2 separate regions of the Capsicum annuum genome follow, and region 2 is linked to region 1. The links are chromatin contacts, called in public Hi-C maps. All regions are on one chromosome and are shown on one strand. Each heading gives the region's core, a stretch centred on a gene start, on an enhancer-like site or on the middle of the called end of the contact. The rest is flanking DNA. Distances are from core to core; before and after follow the strand shown.

Region 1 (7,791 bases), core at 2,515-5,014:
AACTACATTTGTTCTACTGATCATCATCTTCTCCAGTGCTTCTTGTACCAAGTTCTCAGATACACTGTCAAGTGCGATGCGCTAGTTGCCTCGTCTAGGAGAAGTATAGTTGGATTCTTTAGCATCGCTCGTAAAAGTGCTATTCTCTATCTTTGGCCTCCTGAGAGCTGGACTCCTCTTTCACCACAATAAGTTTCATAGCCATCCTCCATAGCACTGAGATACAAGATTGCAATTTTTGAAGCATTTGTTTCAAAATGAAACTGAAAGGCATTAGCAGAGGAATGGTGATATTTATACAGTAGTTATATATGATCATACCTTATAAATTCATGGGCATTGGCACAAATTGTAGCTTTCTTGATTTCGGACTCGGTGGATTCTTCTTTCCTATAACTAATATTTTCGCATATGGATCCTGCAAAAAGGGCAGGTTCTTGACTCACTAGAGCAATCTGTGATCGTAAGCTCTTCAAGTTGTAGCTTTTGATGATGTCTCTATCATCGATTAGAACTTGTCCCTTTATTGGATCATAGAATCTTTCTATCAAGCCAATGATGGTGGATTTTCCTGAACCACTTCGCCGGACAAGTGCTACTGTTTTTCCAGATTCAATTTTCAGATTTATTCCTTGGAAGATTGCTTGATCAGGCCTAGACAGATAATAAAAGAAGACATTCTTCAGCTCTATTTTTCCTTTTGATACCTTTGTGGCTTTAAGCCCTTCAGGACTCTCGGGTTCAATCTCAGTCTTGCCATCTAAGGTAGCAAATACAGATGCAACTGCACTGCTACCTCTTGCCAAATCAGAAGTTATACTTCCAGTATCTGTGATATTTTTCCCAGTACTCATCAGAAGGAAGAAAACTTGAAATAGGTGCTTTGAGGTGAGTTGAGTTTCTGTTCATTAGTCTTCCCACATACCAATATGTTAAGGCAATGGCAGCTGTAGCTAGAAACTAAGAGCAAAACAAGCCAGCACCAGAAAGCAATGAATGTCGAATATTTTCTATTCGGGGGCCTTTCGGAGTTTCAGCAAATAGGTCCAGTATTCTATCTTGAGAAGAGAAGGCTGTGATAGTCCTATGATTGATCAGTGCTGCACTTGCTAGCTGGCTTCCTTCACTCTGTGCCTTTTGGGATCTTTCCGATATTGTTTTCATCAGAACACTTCGCCAGTAGAAGCTTGCTATGAGTAAAGGTTGTATAGATATCAGTGCAATGGCAACTCTCCATGCGACAATTAATGCAAGCACAAAAGTAATCAAAGCACTGACAGAAACCTGTAATAGCAATGACATACGGTCACTAACAAGGGATCGAACCATACGGGCTTCGGTGGAGAACCTTGCACAAACTACTGCACGCGTGTTCTGGTTTTGATCAAACCAGCCCACCTCAAATGTGAGCAAGTTCGAAAGCACCTTTTCTCTGACTTTTTTGGTCAGTTTCTCTCCCATTTTAGAAAAATTGTAATGTTGGAGTAGATTGGCAATGGAACTAGTCAAACCTAAAAGACTGCTGTAAATTTTGATCTCTGACTTTATCTTTGAACTGTCATTTGATGTATACACTGATACAACTGATCCCAAGAAAAATGCATAAAGTGTTTGAAGTACACCAAAGGTAATACCTCCTAAACATCCCAATAACGCTTACACTCTGGTGCATTCATCTGGAGCAAATGCCAAGTTGAGGGACTTGGATGAGAGAAATTCTGTAAATATTCACCGTCACTATCATAATAAGAGCATGTATGAATGGAGGGAGCATAACTAACACTTATTGTTGGTCTAAACGGTGAGGCAGGACTATTTTGCCAACTTGACATAGAAACATGAGGGGACAGGCATATTATAACTCCTCCTTGTGTAACTTCTGGCCTCTTTTGGAAGGAACAGACTAGATAGCCCTTCACAATTTGTTGTTGATTGCTGCAATTTGACCATTTTATAGTAAACCCCACTTTCTTCATCAGTCTTACTCATTAGATCATCATGAGAACCAGATTCAACTATTCTCCCTGACTCAAGGACTACAATTTTGTCAGCCGTGTATTGTACTGGGGCAATAGGCAATGATGATTGTTGTCCTTTCTTGTGAAGCATGGTCTAGGGCCTCTTGAACAATTCTTTCTGATTGTGTATCCAGAGAGCTTATAGCCTCATCAAGTAAGAGAATTTTTGGGTCCTTAATCAATACCCTTTCTATAGCAATCCTTTGCTTCTGTCCTCCCGATAATTGAAAACCAAATTGTCCCACCTAAAATCCATTTGGAACTTTGTCAAATTAAACCGAGGAGGAAAAAAACAACAGATAGCAACATATGTTTCCAAAAGAACAAGAGAAAGATGACTTACACGAGTATCATATCCATCAGGTAATGAGGCTATAAATTCATGCATGTTTGCAGCCTTAGCAGCTTGAACAACCATTTTCACTGATGCTCCTTATTTCCCGAAGAGTATATTTCCCTTGATGGATGTAGCAAATAGAACAGGCTCCTGATTTACGAACCCCATCTGAGATCTCAACCATTTAAACTGCAGTTTTTTTATTTTATGTCCATCAAATAAGATATCTCTTTTGATTAGATCATAAAACCTTTCTAGCAAAGAAATGACAGTGGACTTTCCAGAACCACTGCCTCCCACAATTGCTACTGTCCTTCCAGCTTTCACTTTAAGACTAAAATCACAGAGGACCAGGATATCTGGTCTTGATGGATAGCTAAAAGTTAGCTCCTTAAACTCGATATCTCCTCTTATATATGCTAGAAGTTTCCCTTTACCATCTTCAGAATCTATTTGAGGAACACGATCGATTAGTTCGAAAATTCTTGCAGCAGTAATTGTTGCCTCTGTGATGAATTAGATATTCGGAAGTGCACTCATACATGACCTATAATCACAAAAAATAAACCCTTGGCAATATCAAAATTTGTTGCAATCACTATCATATCTTGTTTAAACTTATCTCATTTTCAATTAAATACAAACGAACTAAATAAAGATTTATGTTCTTTATTTTTTAAAAAGAGAGGCAGCCCAGTGCATTGAAGCTCTCTAGCTCTCTGCTCATATTCTGGCTAAAGGAGTGAATGTAATTTTCACATGAACTTTATCAATCTACTGACCTTCTTTTGTCATATTACAGCAAAATAAACTTTGTCCACCCGAACAGTAAAATTACTCGAGTCAAATTATTTCTTGTCACATTAAAGTAACTGAAATTTATCTGCTAGAGGCACTCTACTTTTTTCACTTTGAGCACAAAACCTATCCATCAAGGTGACTAACCTGCTAGAGCAAGTAAATTAGTGACTTTACGATTACAAAGTACAGTTATTTTAATGTGATAAGAAGTAATTTTATAGTTCTGCTATTAAAATTAAGTCTCAAGTAGTATGAGGGGGGAATTAAATGAGACTTACAATCCTCCAAGAACAACACAAAGAGATGATATGAAAACAGGGCCACCACTTTCTCCTCTATTAGCAACAAGGACAATTCCTGCCGATGATTGAAATGCCCACGACACAAATCATTCCCATACTTCCTAACAACAATCCCTAAGTAAGTCCTTGCTTCACACCAAGTTTCAAACTTTCATCAAGAGCATTGCAAAATATTTTTACCATTTCATTTTCTCCAACGTAAGAATTAACTGTACGAATCAATGAAATTGCTTGTTCAGCTATACTCCCTACAACTCCATAGGCATCCTTTGTAGACACGTAATTTTGTTCCTTCCGAAGCCCAATTCATCCATTTTTACCTCACGTTATCATACACCCTCATCCATGTAATTATCCCTCCACAAAATTAAAAAAAAACAAACTCCCTGACAAATTTTATCTCAACCAACTCAAACCCCTCACCCAACCCCCTACCCTTATACCCCACTTACCAGTTACCCCCACCCCTGGATCACATTTTCCTTTTTCCTTTTGAGAGTATATATACAGAACAATACAATACACAGATAGGGAGAATGGACTAAGGGACCCACACCAAAAAATCACCATCACTCTTCTACACAATTCCATACACGCATATATACACAACATACGATACCCACTAGGGGGATTCGGACAGATGGATTAAAATACACACACCCATACAAAATTCCACATACATAGAACACTCCATTTTCATCTTCACACAATTCTTCACATCACAGAAAGAGGACGCACATTCTCTCCATACCTGTACACACATATCTTCCATAGACAATACACACAGAAAAAGAGCTCACGCCATTTTTTGAAACTCCATTTCCTCTCCTTTTCTTCTTCTTCTTTGCACACTCTCACAGAAGACCACACGCAAACATGCATCTCTCACAAAACACATCATCCATACTCACAGAAAAGAGATAGGAGAGCTTTATAAACACAAAAATAGCGTAGAGAGGGGAGAGATCGGAGAAACAACGAGAAAACGAGGGAGAGATCAGAGAAACAGCGAGAAAACGAAAGAGAGATCGAGAATACAGTGAGAGGTCGATGAAATTTGCAAAAAGTAGACCCAAATAAACTGGAACCGACTGTTTAGGGTCTGATTCCAGTGATATTCGCCAGAACGGGTGAAAACAGGGTAGGGTTTGCGAGAATTTGATCTGTCCGTTTGCTATTTCTCAATATGAGTTGATTTTGTTCGGGGTTGAGGCTTTGTCCTTCAAGGCATTCTGATCGGAGTTCTAACCAAATGCTTTGGCGGATTGAAATAAAAATTGAGGTTCAATTCTACTTTTTTCTCTTTTTATTTCATTATTTATTATATTTAGTGTGCTAGATATAACGAAAATATCAAAAAAAAAATTCATTCATAGTTATTGGTGTCAGTTTTATGTGATGTGTTAAATTAAAACCCCCAAAAGATTTTATTAACGGTTTTCATCGTCTGTCTTTAGTCGTTTGTCTTAAGTTAAGATCAGTCGGTTCTTTAATCTTTAATTGTTCAATCTGGACGAACTACGCACCACTGATTCTCCTCTCCCGGGAATGAGATACGTAGGCAACCTATTGTGGGTTCGGGAATCTTATTTGAAAAATTCAAAAAGATTTTCTTCACTCTTTATTAGAGTAGGTGTCATATACATCTCTAAAAGAAAACCACAAAAAGATTTTTCTTTAATAGTTTCAAGTTTCATTTTCGTATGAAATTCAAAGTTGAAAATCCAAAAAGATTTTTCTTTGATAATCATAGGTTTCATTTTGTATAGAAATCTGAAAAATCCAAAAAAATTTTCTTCACTTTTCATTTTGAATAGGTGTCATATATATTTTTAAAAGAAAACTACAAAAGAGATTTTCCTTTAATAGTTTCAAGTTTCATTTTCATATGAAATTCAAAATTGAAAACTCAAAAAGATTTTTCTTTGATAATCATAGGTTTCATTTTGTATAGGATGTTAAAGTTGAAAAATTTTAAAAGATTTTTGTTAATTCTTTTGACAATTTGTTATTTTCTTTTCTTCGTAATGTTTCAAAAAATAAAAAGAAAAAGAGTTTAATCGGTCATTTTTGGCAAGACTTCACGAATTACGCACACCTGATTCTCCTCTCTTGGGAGTGAGATACGTAGGTGCCCTTCTTGGGTTCGGTGATCTTTTCCAAACAAAAAGAAAAACCAAAAAAGATTTTGAGAAAGTGTTGAATTCTAACACGTTTGTTATCTCTTGTTCAGTTAGTTTAAGGTGGTTAGTTTGTGGCATTTTGGCTAGTCCTCCACATCACGCCAAATTTGAAGAAAGTTTAGCTGTGTCCAACAAGGATATAGAGAGTGACCTCATGGATCAAACAAAGAGTCAAGAAATTGAGAGTTTAAAGGAAGAGAATTTGAGACTAAGACAACAAATAATGTAAATGTATCGAGCTTGAGTCAATGGGTTGCCTCCTCCTCCATTCCCCACTATTGATCCTGCAAATACTTGAGTCTTCTACCAAAATTGCAAAGTCAGTTTCCTACTATTGTTGATGCATCACAGCATGCCACAAAATTCATTCCACGTCAAATGCACCCCAATACTTTCACCACTCATTCCTTAGCTCCTCAGTATAAGCCTACCATATTCATAGCACCACAACCCGTCTGTGCTTTTGTTGCTCAACCTTCTACTAAGGCTTCTACTTTGGCTATCAATCCAAGAATTGTGCTTCCCCAATCCTCTAGTGAATCTATGTTCAATACTCTTGATGATCATTGCTATACTCTTGAGCCAACAGTTAAGTTAAGTGGACTGCTAAAATTTCTTATCAAGAAGCTTAACATGCCAGAAAAGCCAGACCGAAACCTCAATCGATGCCCCAACTCGGTATAGTCCTTCTCCTCCCCTTAGAGGTATTTGTGACTGGTTTCCTTCATAACTTGGGTAGATAGGATATCCTGATGTAGACTCGGTGGCCCTCCTTGCTTTTGTTCCCTCATTTTGAATAATGACCGGGATAAAATTCTATCCCGTTATCTACTTCTTTGTATGAAAACACCTTGTGTTTACATCCAAAGGGGGCATGATGTAGACACGTAATTTTGTCCCTCCCGAAGCCTAATTCATCCATTTTTACCTTAAATTATCATACACCCTCACCCATGTAATTATCCCTCCACAAAATGACAAAGTAACAAACTCCCTAACAAATTTTATCTCAACCAACTCACACCTCTCACCCAACCCCTACCCCTATACCCCATTTACCCCCCACCCGTAGATCACATTTTTCTTTTTTCTTTTGAGAGTCTATACTGAACAATACAATACACAGATATGGAGAATGTACTGAGGGACCTACACCAAAATCTCACCATCACTTTTCTACATAATTCCATACACGTATGTATACATAGTACACGATATCACTAGGGGGGTTCGGACAAATGGATTAACATACGCACATCCATACACAGAACACTCTATTTTTATCTTCACACAATTTTTCACATCACAGAAAGAGGACACACACATTCTCTCCATACCTACACACACATATCTTTCATAGACACTACACACAGAAAAAGAGCTCACGCCATTTTTTGAACACTCTATTTCTTATTCTTTTCTTCTTCTTCTTTTTCTTAGTACACTTTCACAGAATACCATATGCACACACGCATCTCTCACAAAACACATATTCCAAACTCATGAAAAAGAGATAAGAGAGCTTTATAAACATAAAAATGGCGTAGAGAGGGGAGAGATTGGAGAAACAATGAGAAAACGAGGAAGAGATCAGAGAAACAACGAGAAAATGAAGGAGAGATCGAAGAAACAGTGAGAAAATAAGAGATATCGAAAATACAGTGAGAGGTCGATGGAATTTGCAAAAAGGAGCCCAAAATCGATTGGAACCGACTGTTTATGGTCTGATTTTGGTGATATTCGTCGAAACTAAGTAAAAATAGGGTTGGGTTTGCGAGAATCTGATCTGTCCATTTGCTATTTCTTAATATCGAGTTGATTTTATTTGGGGTTAAGGCTTTGTCGTTTGAGGCATTCCGGTCGGAGCTTTAATCAAATACTTTGGCGGATTGAAATAAAAATCAAAGTCCAATTATACTCTTTTCCTGTGTTTATTTCATCGTTTACTATATTTGGTGTGTTGGATTGAATTTCGTATTTTGTTGAATTGAATATCATGTGTTGTTTGATCCTTGGTGATGATGAAGGTGTGTGTATTTTTATTTGTCGTTGGTTCCCTTGATCATGGTTTTTATGGTGAAATGATATCTCGTTGAGAAGTAAAATTGGTTGTTCAGGGTGGAATTGAGAAAATGATAGAAAGGGTGAAT
Region 2 (7,791 bases), core at 3,833-6,332, 310 kb before region 1:
ACCTTGACCTTTTCTTCATAGGTTTTTACATTAGCATAAATGTCACCAAAGACCTCTTTAGACCACTGACTTAGAGTAGCAGTTAATCTTTTTAACTTCTGTTGAAACCTCCATATAGGAGAACCTTCACAAGGTCTTTGCCAGTAATTCTTCACTGTAGGAAGAAATGTGGGATGATCCACCCAACAATCCAATAATTTGAAATATATAGTATGTGAATCCACCCTCTCTTACATTTCTAGTAGTAGAGGACAATGATCAGAACCCACTAATGACAAGTGAGCAATGCTGGTCATAGGCATGTCTTTTAGCCAAGCATCTGATACCATTCCTCTATCCAGTCTCTTCCATATTCTAAATTGAATACCTCTTAGATTGGACCAAGTGAACTTGGGACTATGAAAGCCAGATCAGTTAATCCACAAGCTTTAATTACCCCCAAGAACTCAAAGCTTTTTCTCATGTCACAGGGGATACCTCCCAACTTCTTACTTACTCCAGTAATCATATTGAAATCTCTAATTGTGCACCAAGGTGGGGATGATACAGATAGTTGTAACAGCTTATTCCACAAAGGTCTTCTCAATGTATCTCTGCACTTGGCATAAATAAAGGTCATTAGGTAAGATTGGTGCATAGTAAAATAAGTAATTAAGCAAGTAATATGTTGCTCATCAGTAGCAATAATGTCACAAGAGATATCCAAGGACCAGAAGATTCAGATTTTTCCATTAAAGTTACATAGAGCATGCTCCATCTTAAGATTTCTTTTGGCCACTTCAAGATAAGTATTGTTGGAGAAGGATTCCAGTATTGCAATTAAGGAAATATGGTGAATGCTAATGAGTTGTTGAAGTCTTTCCAAAACTCTTTGGGTAAATATAACCCTTGCATTCCAGATAAAATGGTTGATCATTTGACTATTTTATGAAGGTGGGACCTGGTAAAAGGTGTGCCCATTCAGGTTGGATGCAATATGTATGTTTTCTTTCCTTGATTTTATTAAGGACCCCCTTGGAGATATACCTTGCTGACTAGCAATGTGAGATACTTCTTTTGAAAACTCCTCATGATCCCTTGGATCAAGTACATCAGTAACATTTTCATCTATCTTTTCCAAGTAACCCAAGTTGCATTCATCTGTTTCATCCTCAGAGTGTATTACTCTGTATTCATCATCAAGCTCCTGAAGATATGTCTCAGTGATAAAAGAATCTTGTACTTGTTCAAGAACCACTTGCTCTTGAGAACCAGAGGTAGTCTCTTGTAACATTACATGAAAGTTCACTTCCATTCCCTCACCAGGCAGCACTTTATTATCCTTGCAGGAAACCTCTTGTAGCATTATAGTAGGTTGAACTTGAAGCTGATCAGGATCCACTATCTTAGCCTCTAGAACCATTGCATGTAACCTTACCCCCTCACCAGGCATTTCTGTAACCTTCTCCATATGAAGATCCGGAAAAAAGCTCCTATCACATACATCAGTTCCTTGTTGATCATCATGCTTGGCATTATCAAACTCTTTTGATTGTTGTGATATTGGCTTGGAATCCCTTTCATTGTTGGCAGGACAGACAGTGGTGGAATCAATATTATGTTGAAGAGTTATAAATGAATTTGATGTAGATGCAGCCGCATTATCTTGTTGAACCCCTGTATGCTTATTTGGAGACCTTGGCTTGAATATCATTCTTTGGTTATCCCTACCTCTCCTTTTCTGATTTTACCACTCATTGTAGGAGCCTTTCCTTTATCTATATGCTGCTGCTGCAGGGCATCAGGTGTATCCTGCATTCTTCTGCATGTTTGAGAATCTTCTTCCTGTTTACCCTCTCCTTGTGGTTCCTCATTACGAACCAGTTTCTGCCTAGCAGCCTGATCTCTACCTTTGACTACACAAGATCTAGCAGCATGCCCTTGATGCTTGTAATAAGAGCAATACTCAGGAACCTCTTCATACAAAATGGTTTGTCATCTACCTTCACTATGTTCATCATCATCATATCCCAGCCACACATGTTGGGGTCTTGCTCTGGTGAGATCAATTTATAATTTGACTTTAGCCACACTGCCCCTGATTTTTTTGTAAGTTGCCAGATCCAGAAATAATACCTTGCCAATAGGGGATAAGAGAGATGTCACTACCTCCAAACAGTAACAGTGCCATGGGAGCTCAGGCAAACTAACCCATAAAGAGACTAATGGAGTTTCTTCCTCAGGGTTAAATGTGGGAGTCCACAGCTGAAATCTCATCGGCAGTCCTTGGATGTACATCTTCACTTTTGACCAAACTGTTAAGTGATCATATTCGTTGTCCAAATCAATGTGCAGATGCCTCAAGTTGAAGTGAGTGATTTTGACCTTCCCTTTTAACTCCGTTTGCAAAAGAAACTGTCCCCTAACCACCTCCATCTTGGGCATGCTGTTTTCAAATTTCCCAATCAAGGTAAACCTACACCTCTGGGCTAATTTCACTTTGTAATCCTCCGATCTAAACACAACCACGAGGAAATCTTGCTTAGTTGTTATTCGTAGGGGGTCAATTTGAATAAGTTCAGCTTTCATGGCCTCTTAAGCCCTCAATTTTGTAGCCAAAGAATGTGTGACCCTAGGATTAGGCGGTTCATTTCCATGACCAAATTTGGTCTACATCATAGTAGCACCTAAGGCCCCGACAGGTACCGGAGCTCTAATCCCCGTCTTGGATATCTGAACATCCACAGCAGGCCCCTTATTGAGCGAATCCGGGGGGTTCACCACATCGGGTTTCTCACTAGATGGATGAAGAGAAGGATTAGGGAGTTTACCGCCATCAGTAGATGTTAAGCAAGTCAGAATGGATTGTGGTTGATTTGGAGCCATATGTAACTTCTCGATTGGTACTACCTCCGATTGAGCTTGTTTCGGATTGAGTGCTGATACAAATTGAATTGAGTTCTGTTTCTCTTCTCCCAACTTTCCATGCATTTTCGATTGAGCTTTGACTGATGATCGCCTGAGCCCAATGCAATTGATCTTCTCAAATTCGAGCTGCATAACCATCCGACTGGAGCTTATGCTGAGAGATGTGTGTCACATGAGTAGGTGGAGTTTTCTGCGGAGAACGGCTGCAAGCATGCCGGTCCTGTGGGTGATTGTTCGACGGACGAAGGAGCTCTGCCGATGGCTGAGACACCATAGTACTAGCTGTATTTGGCGGGAAGTACCAAATTGTAACTTCCAAGAGAATTTTTCTTGTTCCGAATTGTGTTCCAAACATTGGCTATATTGTAAAATAAAACACTATACGAACACTCAGATATAAAGGATTTGAACATTTGCCAGTCAAGTTGCTTCATAGTTAGTCCTTCCCAAATGAAACTTGGAAAAAAATGATAGCACCAAATTCCAAATAAAATTTCAAGCAATTTAAAAAAAAGGTATTTAACGTGTAAGTACATAAAATTTGTTTTCTTACATTCCACCCAAATAATTTATTAAAATACAAATATCATGATATCAGAGGACTGCCACTAGAACTAGAAACCACAATTTGCCACACTTTAATTTCTCCGTCAAAGCTCCCACTAAACAACTTAACACCACCATCAGCTCCACCGCTTTTCGCCACCGTCGCCACCAATGACCTCACCGGTGTCCGATGTCCATCAAGAACTGTTAAACAACCAAACTGTCCTTGATTCCCACGTGTCCAAATCCTCACCGTTCGATCCGCTGATCCACTGAACAACAAATCATTAACGTTGATCAAACATAGTATTGCTTTCGTATGTCCTCTCAATGCACCCGTCACGACCATGTAGTTCGCACTGTCTTCCCTTTCCCATACCAAAATCGACCGATCACATGCGCCCGAAAATAAAATCGAACCATCGGAACTTAATGCCAATGCATTTACCGCTGATTTATGCTTCTCTAACGTTGCAATTAATCCAATTTTCGATTTTCTTTCCTCATTTCGTTTACCCCAAACACGAATTCTTTTATCAGCAGAACCTGTAAAAATTGTGCCATCTGTTCCAACAACAACGGCGTTAATCGCATCGTCATGCGCTTTAACTGATTCAGTACACCGTAAATTCGAACCTCTCCAAAGTTTCAAACACCTATCCCACGAAACTGAGCACACCAAATTTTCGTTTGCATTTACTGCTAACCCTGAAACAGCATCATGGTGTTCAATCCACAGTTTTTTCTTGTGTCTTATCACATTTGTATAACTGCTAGGAAAAGCGAATCTGCGTATTCTGTCTTCAAGCGTTGGAAGAGTTCTGATTAGTTTATGTTGCTTAATGGATGTCAATTTCCACACCTTGATCTTACAGTCTTGATGGGCAGTGAAGATTTTACCATCGAGAAAGGTAACAGATTTTGCAGAACCAGAAGAGGGGTCTTTGTTATTGAAAGTATCGATAAGGGTAAAATTTGTGAGTTCGAATACGTTGATTTCATTGGCAGAAGCAGCATAAAGGAGATTGTTGTGCATAGCAAGGAAACTAACCTGAGCATTTCTAGGATTAAGAGAATTTACACAGCGAGCGGAGATTGATAGGTTTAGAGTACCAGGGGAGAGATCTTGAAGAGAAGGAACAGAAGGTAAAGTTAAAAGAGAAAGATTGCTTTGTAAACTACTAAAAGAATTGGTTTCTTGAGAAAATAGTGATGGTGAACTGCTATGTAAATCGGAAAAGTTACTTGCATCATCGGAAAATACCACTTTTGGTGGCGGAATAGGGTGGTCGTCCGCGGTGGTAACGGATGGGGAAACTGAAGTCCAAGATCGGAATTTCATTTTGCCGGCTATACAGTGAAAAGAAAAGAATATGTATAAACTGTGTTGGGTTTAGAAAGAAGAAGAAATATATAATGAGTATTGACTTGGACTTAAGGGGAGCTGTGGCTGGTTGTCTTTTTCCTCTTTTTTTTTCTCTCTTTTTCTTTAATCTTCTTGCCTGCCAGTTGCCACTCTGGCCCACTTTCTTGCTCAAAAAGAATGTCATCAGTTAATTTTAACAAGTTGCAAGTTGTAAATTTTATTGATAAAGTTGAATTAATTAGTATTCTAGTTTATTTTGGTTCATGAATTGAACATGTTAATCATAGACATTTAAATAAAGCTTCTACAAAAGTCTCTCATATGAATGTATTAGATTTTGAAGCCCGTGCGGACCAGCCCCAATTTATGTTACTTTTTTATCTTAACTAGATAACTAAGGGTTAGTCTCTGCCAGAAATGCAAAATAAGGTTGCGTACAATATATCTTTGTAAAGTTGCGTATAATACACCCTTATAAGATTGCGTACAATACATCCTTGTGGTGGGGTCTTTTCCCAGACACCGTGCATAGCGATAACTTTAGTGCACTGAACTGTCCCTTTTTAAATAATTAAGGGTCCTTTTACGAACCCAATATTACAATTTTAAATATATTTAATTAATTTTAAAAATATAATTAATTTTAATCAAGTATAATTGAAAACGATAATAGTGATCACACTTTATACTTTTTTATTTTATAAAATCTATAAATTACAATTTATTTACCTATTTAACTTTAAAATATAATATGCTCTAATGCCTATTTTTATTTCAGGCCTGACATATTCTCTTGAAATAAACAACTTTTTTTTTAGTGCGTTTCTACTTTTGACTTTATTTGAAATTATATAAAAAAATAAATTAAAATTATAAATATAAATATAATAATGATTTATTTGATTTAACGATAATTTTTTTGATATGATTATTTGATAATTAACAAAAATAAATATCTTAAAATAGGTTAACAATTATAAATTTTAGTCCACTAAATTGCAAGTAAAAAAATTAAATTACTGCATTATATATTTTTAAGATATGATTTATATAATTAGTTCCGCATAATTTTTATAAATTTGCTTGTAGAATTCCACGTGTGACAGTATTTATTGGGTTAAAAATTAATAATATTTAGAAAGTTAGAGCATTGAAAGTAGTGACGGAGTCACTATTTTCACTTAAAATTTTTGAGATATAAAAAAGTAAATATACGAAGCAGTAAAAAAACTCAACATTTATCATATAAAAATAAAAATACTTTTAGTTCTATGTAAACAATCTATTATTTTGTGGAAGGGAATTCGAATGAACCCAATAGCCTTATTTAACTCCATCCTTAATTGAAAATACATATGACTGCAAGAGATAATACAACAACAACAAACCCAGTGTATTCCCACCTAGTGGGGTCTGGGGAGGGTAAGATGTACGCAGTCCATACCTCTACCTCTGATGAAGTAGAAAGGCTGTTTCCGAAAGACCCCCGGCTCAAGGCACGAGATACCACACAAACACATAGTAAAGCACAGAAGTAGATTACATAACATAAATACGGCACCCATAAGTAATATAAAACAGAGGAAAGCAGAGGAAAGCACACAGATTCATAATAAAACATGGAACACGGGACACGGATCATAACAGGAATAAAACCCCCACCACTTAATTCCCTACACTAGCGACCCAAACTGGCCCTAATCCTCTGCCATAATTCGCGTCTTCCAGACCTTCCTATCTAGGGTCATGTCCTCGGTGAGCTGTAACTGTTCCATGTCCCGCCTAATCACCTCACCCCAGTACTTCTTCGGCCTACCCCTACCCCGCCTAAAACCATCCAACGCTAGCATCTCACACCTACGGACCGGGGCATCCATGCCCCTCCTCTTCACGTGTCCGAACCACCTTAATCGTGCTTCCCGCATCTTGCACTCCACTGAAGTCACACCAACCTTCTCCCGGATAGTCTCATTTCGAACTCTATCCCCTCTAGTTAGTCCACACATCCAGCGCAACATCCGCATTTCTGCCACCTTCATTTTTTGGATGTGGGAGTTCTTAACTGGCCAACACTCCGCTCCATACAGCAAGGCCGGACGGACTACCACCCTGTAGAATTTGCCTTTAAGCTTGGGCGGCACATTCTTATCACACAGCACCCCCGACGCGAGTTTCCACTTCATCCATCCCGCCCCAATACGGTGCGAGACATCCTCGTCAATCTCACCGTTACTCTGGATCACGAACCCAAGATACTTGAACTTATCCCTCTTACATACCTCCTGTGCTTCCAGCTTCACTACTACCTCATTCTCCCGCCTCACGTCATTAAACTTGCATTCCACATACTCTGTCTTGCTTCTGCTCACCCTGAACCCTTTAGACTCAAGAGTTTGCCTCCACACCTCTAATTTGTCATTCATACCCCCTCGATTCTCATCTATCAGAACTACATCGTCTGCAAAAAGCATACACCACGGTATCTCCCCTTGAATACGCCGCGTCAACACATCCATCACCAATGCAAACAAAAAAGGACTAAGAGTAGATCTCTGATGCAATCCTGTCAGGACAGTGAAATGCTCTGAGTCTCCTCCCGTCGTCCTCACCTGGGTTTTCGCTCCCTCATACATATCCTTAATTACTCTGATATATGCCTGCGGTACTCCACTCACCTCCAAGCATCTCCAAAGCACCTCCCTGGGGACTTTGTCGTAAGCCTTTTCCAGGTCGATAAACACCATGTGCAGATCCTTCTTCTTTTCCCTATACTGCTCCACCAACCTCCATACCAGGTGGATTGCCTCCGTCGTCGAGCGGCCGGGCATAAATCCGAACTGGTTTTCCGAAATAGACACTATCCGTCTCAGCCTCACCTCGACCACTCTCTCCCAGATCTTCATAGAGTGACTCAATAACTTAATCCCCCTATAGTTATTGCAACTCTGAATGTCCCCCTTATTCTTATAGAG

Evidence for each region. Hi-C and Micro-C count contacts between places; a contact is called where the count stands out from the background.
Region 2: a contact with region 1 is called in a Hi-C map of leaf, with 2.0 times the contacts expected there. The contact joins the promoter of LOC107848278 here to the promoter of LOC107847712 in region 1. A contact is called at or near these places in 2 of 5 Hi-C or Micro-C datasets (bud and leaf).

The regions. Positions count from the first base shown.
Region 1 is chr11:83,930,826-83,938,616 of UCD10Xv1.1, reverse strand. LOC107847712 (putative multidrug resistance protein) reads right to left here and starts at 3,764. Exons shown (of 12, transcript XM_016692141.2): 1 at 3,544-3,764; 2 at 3,435-3,542; 3 at 2,362-2,902; 4 at 2,058-2,263; 5 at 1,820-2,056; 6 at 1,661-1,818; 7 at 907-1,658; 8 at 322-905; 9 at 81-216; 10 at 1-78. The coding sequence starts at 3,764.
Region 2 is chr11:84,246,042-84,253,832 of UCD10Xv1.1, reverse strand. LOC107848278 (protein JINGUBANG) reads right to left here and starts at 5,082. Exons shown (of 1, transcript XM_016693004.2): 1 at 3,379-5,082. The coding sequence starts at 4,795. The coding sequence ends at 3,494.